Linked DNA regions of Triticum aestivum: region 2 is linked to region 1. Evidence: chromatin contacts called from public Hi-C data. All regions are on one chromosome and are shown on one strand. The core of a region is the stretch at or near the end of the contact, and the rest is flanking DNA. Distances in the headings are between cores, read along the strand shown. Region 1 holds the start of LOC123113829 (DEAD-box ATP-dependent RNA helicase 37). Region 2 holds the start of LOC123117320.

The links. Hi-C and Micro-C count contacts between places; a contact is called where the count stands out from the background.
Region 2: a Hi-C map of leaf shows a contact between it and region 1, with 5 times the contacts expected there. The contact joins the promoter of LOC123117320 here to the promoter of LOC123113829 in region 1. A contact is called at or near these places in 1 of 5 Hi-C or Micro-C datasets (leaf) and 1 of 1 datasets of contacts at active chromatin or transcription factors (leaf).

The regions. Positions count from the first base shown.
Region 1 is chr5B:639,352,438-639,356,083 of IWGSC CS RefSeq v2.1, forward strand. It overlaps LOC123113829 (DEAD-box ATP-dependent RNA helicase 37), which reads left to right and starts at 2,031. Exons shown (of 7, transcript XM_044535142.1): 1 at 2,031-2,239; 2 at 3,213-3,646. The coding sequence starts at 3,262.
Region 2 is chr5B:639,764,272-639,767,926 of IWGSC CS RefSeq v2.1, forward strand. It overlaps LOC123117320, which reads right to left and starts at 1,263. Exons shown (of 2, transcript XM_044538098.1): 1 at 915-1,263; 2 at 216-575. The coding sequence starts at 1,097. The coding sequence ends at 306.

The DNA of each region.
Region 1 (3,646 bases), core at 781-3,280:
CCGCCCCGTCCGCCGTCGTAGCTCCGCTCCGTCCACCACCCCTCAGCTCCGCCACCGCCCCGCAGCTCCGCCCCGCCCGGCTCCGTCCGCCACCGCCCCGCAGCTCCACCCCGCTCGGCTCCATCCGCCACCGCCCCGCAGCTTCGCCCGCCCGGCTCCGTCCGCCACCGCTCCGTCCGGCCGCCGTCGCTGCTCCACCGCTCTCACCGCTCTTCGATGGCGCCGAAGAAGACGCCGAAGGGCAAGTCGGGCTTCTTCGGCGTGAGGCAGAAGCCCTCCGGTAACTGGGGAGTGGAGTTCTCCGATGCCGGGAGGCGTTGGTGGGTCGGCACGTACCCCTCCGCCCATGAGGCCGCGCGTGCCTACGACGTGACGGTGTGGCGTGCCGGGAGGCCTCGGGAGCACCTCAACTTCCCAGAGATCGAGAGTCGGGTGGAAGCGGAGATGCTTGTGCCGCAGGGCATCAAGATGAAGGAGATCACGACGAAGAAGCCGTCGGTTGTCGTCAATGCCGGCGAGACCGACGAGGAGGCGATGGCAAGGTTTGCTCGGGAGCATCCGGAGTACGTCCAGGCCGAGCTGGAGCACTACTGGAAGCGTGAGGCGGAGCAAAAGAAGAAGGAGGACGAGGCCGGTCCCTCGACGGTGATCCCCATCGAGTCCTCTTCCGAGGAGGACTGGGCAGACTTCTCGGAGGAGGAGGAGGAGGAGGAGGAGGAGGGGTGCGACGACGTGGAGAAGGACGAGTTCTGGGAGCAGTTCCGCAACTCCGACGATGAGGAGTAGTTTATCTAGTAGTTTGAATAAGTAGTAGTTGAAGTTCATGTATGAAACTATGTTGAATTTGATGTTTAAACTATGTTGAATGGACTGGTAGTTTGTCGTTTTAAGAAATTTTCATTTTCATTTTGGACCATCTATTGAAGTTGCTCTTTTGGACCATATGTTGGAGTTGAGTTTTTTCGGAGCTCCACGCATTTTTTGGCGGTCCAAATTTTACATCTTCGGTTTTGGACCGCCAAATTTTGAACCATCTATTGGAGATGCTCTGACCGCAAAAAAAAAAAAAAACTAACTAGCGTGACGTGTAGATGCCAAGTTAGGACGTGAAACGCTTAACAAGGCGGAACACCGCTTGAAATTGCTTGCAAAACCAGTATTATCAACAGCTTTGATGTAAACTGTAAAATAATATATTTTTTAGGTTCAAACACTCACACCAAAAAAACACAAATCATCTAGCTTGGCGTATCGGCACGTCGCCATATCCAGAGCAAGACAAATGCAATTTGTAGTTGATAACCAACACATAAGAGTCAGATATACGCAGCCCTTGGGAACAAGATGAGCATGTAGGTGAGATGCCATTCCAATTCAGAAGCGATGCCTTTGGACGGCCACGAAGAAAGAAACACATGTGCCCACGCCAACGAAAAAGAGAGCAAGAATTAGCAAAAAAACATTTTTTTTAACACACAAGCGCTCATATACATGCGCATACATTCACCCTTATGAACGCACACACGCCACCCTACCCTTATGAGCACCTCCGAAAGACGGAGCCGACATATCATCATAAGATCGCATCGCCGGAAATTCTAAAATAAATTCAAAAATAAATGTGAGCACCAAGATTTGAACTCTGGTGGGACAAGTATACCACAGTCCCTTTAATCATCCAAAAAAGTTGGTTCGCAAATTCATACGAGAACTGATATTTTTATTCCCTGGAATTTTCTTTTCCAAACCTTGCACGGAACCCCTTTCTCATCAACGCAAAAAAAGAAAAGGTCCGTAGCCAAAAAAAAAAAAAACGAACACACGCACTGCGAAGTTGCAAAGTCGAGCGGCACACGTCTCGCGGGAGAGGAGGGGCCCATGACGCGGCCGGAGGGAGGAATCCAGCCCGGACACCAGCCGCACCACCGTCACGCACAGAGGCCGCGGCGCGCACGCGTTGCGGGCCGGCCAAGTCAGAAAAAGGGCTGGCAGGCAGATATTTTGGGGCGCCTCCAGCCTCCTCTCCCTACCCTAGCCAAGCCGAGCCAGGTGCGTGCACCCTTCCTCCACCCGCAGCTTTTCCTTGCTCCCTTCGGCTCCTCTCCCCCCACCTTCCCCCCTTCAACCTTCGATCTCCTCTCCTCTCCCCCCGATTCTCTAGGGTTTCTCCCGACACCCGCCCCCCGCAGCCCCCAGCCCCGCCGACTCCGACCCGCTCCCTCCCGCTCGCTCGCCGCAGGTCAGCTCCCCTCCCCGATCTCCTCCTCCCCCGCGCCGATCTGGGCGGCGCCTCCGCCCGATCCAATCAGTTCCCGTGGTTTTGTTCTCCCGTGGGAGCTTGGCCGGGCTCGCCGTCGCGCTAGGCTGCTTGCTGTTCTCGGGGTTTTCTAGCTGTCGGCGGGTTTCCGGCGCCGCAGGGCCGCTAGATTCCTAGGGTTTTCGATTTTTCCTTAACCGAGGCAAGCGCTTCTCCCGGCCAAGGTTTAGCGCGACATGCCGCTGCCGCTTAATCCTGTGCGCAGTAGTGCGCCCGGTTTCCCTCTCGCAGTGGTTCGATCTAGAAGCTTAGCGGGGTTTCCCACCTTGCATGCCGCGTTTCATCTTTGTGTATGCGAGATTTCCGCCGCAATTTGGTGCGGTTGGTGCGTTCAGGGCATCTTACTAGCTGTTTTCATAGATGGCGTTTTGTGTTTGGACGAGATCTCTGCTTGTTATGTTAGCGTGTTTCCTCTCCGTACGTAGATCTACTCTAGTATGACAGTGCCGCCTGTGTACAGCTTTTGTTTTGAATCTGGGACGTGTGTGCTTCTGCTTCTAGGTATAGGGAGTAAGTATTAGACTTGCAGATTACATTAAGAGGCTTCATGCTTAGGGTTTTGTTGGTAGTTTACAGTGCGTATGAGCAAAATCTAGGTAGCTTGTCTCGCAGAGGACCATCCTAATTGAACCGCTTTTGTTAGTGTAGATTCTATTGTATCTTCTGGGCTTGAACTTACGATTCGGTTTATATATGTTAGCATATATCATGGATTTGACCTGAATCTGCATTACACATGTGTTTGATACAATCATATAACTGCTCTTATACCTTGCCAAAGCAAAAATATTTCTAACCTGAAGCACTTCTTTTTGTTCAGATTCTGTATTTATTACTGGTAACATATTGTCGTGGTCTACTTTTTGTACTGAATAGCTGTTCCTGATATTCACAGGTTTTAGCGTTCAGCCGTAGCACTTTCATCAAAGGTTTTGTGCAAAATTATGCGATCTTCATGGGCTGATTCAGTTGCGAACGCCGAGGAATCGGCGCCCGCGACTGGTGCTGCTCCCGCCCCTGTTGCCAATCACCAGAACTCGCGTCCCACTCGCAGCTCTTACGTCCCTCCTCACCTCCGTGGTGGTGGCCGCTCACCAGAGAACCAAGTGCCAGCTGCAGCTCCAACACCAGCTGGCGCATACCCCTCAGGTGCTGTGCAGCCTGCTGGTGGGTACGCAGCCGCTGTTGGTGGCACTCGCTGGGCTGCCCCTCCTGGTGCTCCTAGCGCTGGCGTAGGTGTTGTCCGCCAGGGTGGTGGTGGACGTGGTGCTGTTGGTGGCGGCGGTGGTGGCTGGAACTCCCGCCCTGGTGGGTGGGGGGACCGCAGGG
Region 2 (3,655 bases), core at 13-2,512, 410 kb after region 1:
TGCCTAGGTAGATTTTTTTTCTTACGGTGGCTGAACACGAATCGTGATGCTTTTCATCAAACGGCTTGGAAGTTAGATGTGAGATAATAATTCACCTCTAGATGTGAAATAGTAAATCTGTTCTTCCATAAGAAAGGTATAGTGCTCCTACTGATTTATTGAAGAAAATAATAATTGCTGCGTATTCATTCTGTGTACAGCGGTAATTACAAGTGTGCCTCACCTCAAGAAAATAATAACTGATGCAATCTTAGATAAACAAGACGCATTCTATGAGAAGCAGTTCCATCCAAGAGAGTAACTAGTTAGCGTATCTCGAGAAATGCACAAATCCTAGCCATATCGGCACGAAGATCCTCAAATCCATGGCTCCGGCTTGACAGTGCCTCCCCTTGAGCACGCGTGTCCTGGGTCTCTATATCTCCTGTTATTATGAAGCCGAATCCCACTGGTATGAGAGCAAAGACGATAAGTCCCATCATAATATAGGGATCCTGCACCTGAGGTTCCGAACCGAAATATCGCGCCACGAATATCGAGGCCATCATCGCGATGCTCATCGCGGCCATGAAACACTGCAAAAACCATATACACAGCGAGGTTGTAAGCAAGCACGACAAATTACCGAAATCCATGGACTGATGCGTAGTTGAAGGATTGAATGCACGAGCGAGCGAATGATACTGAAATCCATGGATAGATGCGTGATTAATAAAGAAGTAAATGCACGAGCGGAGAATCAATCATCTGAGTTTTCTATCTATGATCTGATATACTGTAGATTATTACGGAGGAAGCACGTTATACTATAGGAAAGATAATTCAGAGAAGCAAAAGGAAGGCCGTGAAAGAAAAGGGATAATTTAGAGGGGGCAGTGGAAGGATAACTGGAAGGGGTTCTGTCTAGTGCGTACCCTAGTGAAGATCTTGAAGTATTTCCAGGCTGTGGGGTTGGCCGGTGGCCGTACGCCTTCTTCCATCCGGCGGATCTGCTCATCGTACAGCAACGGCCGGTGAGGGCCAGCGGGTCGAGGCTGGCTCCCGTCATAGGAGGGTATATAGAAGCCGCCGTGGCCGCCGAAGAACCAGTATCCCATCGATGGAACACGCCGGAAGGCCGGCGGGAGCAGATCGATCCCGGCAGGTGGAGTCCAACCCGGCGACGGACGCAACTGGTCCAGTTTCTTGATCTGGTTTCGGTGGCGTGTGGCCGTCTGGGGAAAATTTGGGGGACACTAATTCGTAGCAGAATCGTGAACCAAGATATAGCTGAGAATCACATACCCCTCAAAAAAAAACTCAGAATCACATAAAAAAAAGATACAGCTGAGAAAATCGAGTACCCCTAAAAAAAACTGAGAAAATGGACTTTGTCACAAAAACTGAGAAAATCGAGTGCTCCTATTAGACGCCCATTGGCGTCCAATAGTTGAGCTTTCGCACAGGGCAACACCAAGTGGGCCGGCCAACAGCGAGATGCCACATAGTACTATGCCTGAAGATCCTAAAAAACTACTTTGCCTAAAAAATCATTAGTCCGTTTTTTATATATTAAAATCAGGAAAATTTTATATATTAAATCAGGAAACTTTTGCACATTCAGAGCATTTCATAAAAAAATAGAATTTTCAATCATTTTCTTTAAGTTCCGATTTTTAAGAAATTTTAAAACATCTTTTTAGTACACGTGAACGTTTTTATATATGGTGAATATTTTTTAAACATGAACTGAACATTTTCTAAACTTGTGTTAAATAATTTTTTAAAATAATCTGAACATTTTCAAAAATCATACTAAACATTTTTTTGGTTTAGGATGACCATTTTTAAATTACATGATGAACATTTTGGAAATACATATCTTTTATATAACATATGATGAATATTTTTAGAAATTCTGGAGTTACTTGAAAACAGAAACAAAAATCTAGGAAAATCAGAAAAAATGAAAACCCCAAAACAAAATACTATAACAAAAAAGGTATGAAAAAATGAAACAGAAAACCAAAGGACAAAACACAACTGGCCGGTCCACTCGGCGTGCCCCAGTTGGCGTCGTGGCAACTATATGAGGCCCGCGGGCTTCATATAGGATCCACCGAGAAAAATCACTCCTTTTTACTGGAGCAGCCTAATCCAGTGTTGACGCCGGTGCTGAATCTCTCCCATGTGAGAACCTATTTCTTGCCTATTGCCAGACCCAAAGTCCAGTGATGGCGCCGGTGCTATATATCACCCATGCAAGAGCTATATCTCACTTACCGCAAGACCGAGTTTTTTCTCGCAGGAGGCAAGCGGTAGGATGGGCTAGCCCAACTAATACATACTCCCTCCGTTTCAAAATAGATGACTCAACTTTGTACTAAAGTTAGTATAAAGTTGGATCATCTATTTTGGAACGAAGGGAGTACATAGGTGGTTTTAGGAAAGTTCTGCATCGGCTCATGGAACCTTCCCCCACATGATTTTTTTTGTTTGTCCTTTTCTGTATTCATCTTTATGGTTTTCATAGGTTTTTCTCTCTAGTTTTATATTTTAGTTTTATTAGCTCTTTCAAATACATTTTTCTCTGTCAAAGGTGTTTTTATTAACGCAAAATATAACATCAAGTGGATACAAATCATGATGAGTAACACGGTCCCTACAAAAAACATGCTAAAGTTTTTTAAATAAAAGTCAATTGTTTTTAATATACACTGTATATTTTCTGTATAAAGGCTGAACATTTTATTGATACAGGTTAAACTTTTTTAATACATGTTTAACATTTTTCAAATACACGTTCATAAAAAATTGAATATGCACTAATTTTTTTCCAAATGCATGTGAAATATTTTCAGATATCCCTTGAACATTTTGTTAAAATACATGCTCAATTATTTTCAAGAGCACACTCAAGATTCTCTTAATACATGTTGTCCATTTACACATGTTGGACGTTTTTTAATACATGGTGAAGATTTTTGAAAAATTTCACAAAAAGTAATTTTTTAACTTGTGAAAAACTTCAACGTTCATTAATTTTCTATTTTGAGTGGTGAGAACATTTTCTTGAATTTCTGCGAACAAAACACTACATGAACATTTTTTATGGCATTTTGATAAACACTAGAAGAAAAAATTTACATTATCAATTTTTTATAATATGTGGTGAACAATGTTTTGAAAACTACACAAATTAATTTGTTCATAAATATTTTATATTTAGAGCATTTTGGAAATATAAACGTAACTAAGAAAATGTAAAATAAAATGCCTGGCAGTAGAAGGAAAACAAATGTAAAAGAACTGTCGTGGGCCGACGCGCTCGTGCACAGAAACTCCGTGTCCAATTATATCTTTGGTTTCCTTCAAAAAAAAAATTGGTCGCGTGGCACATTGGCACGGGACACGTGATATGTCTTCACTTGTAAGCATGGGATAATCCTGGAGACCACTCCCACCTCGCTCCTAGCCGTGCCGGTGGCCACTCCGGCCCGGCGGCCACCTCGTAGCCCCTCGTCGGCCGTCACTACGGCCCCGGCGCCCCCCCCCCCCCCCTCGTCCCTAGGGACATGTCGCCTCCTCCCCCGGGGGTCCGCACCCCAGGCCCCGGGGATTGGAGTAATGGATCTGATTTGTCGGTCGCATCGTATCGTGACGCCTTACTCGCCTC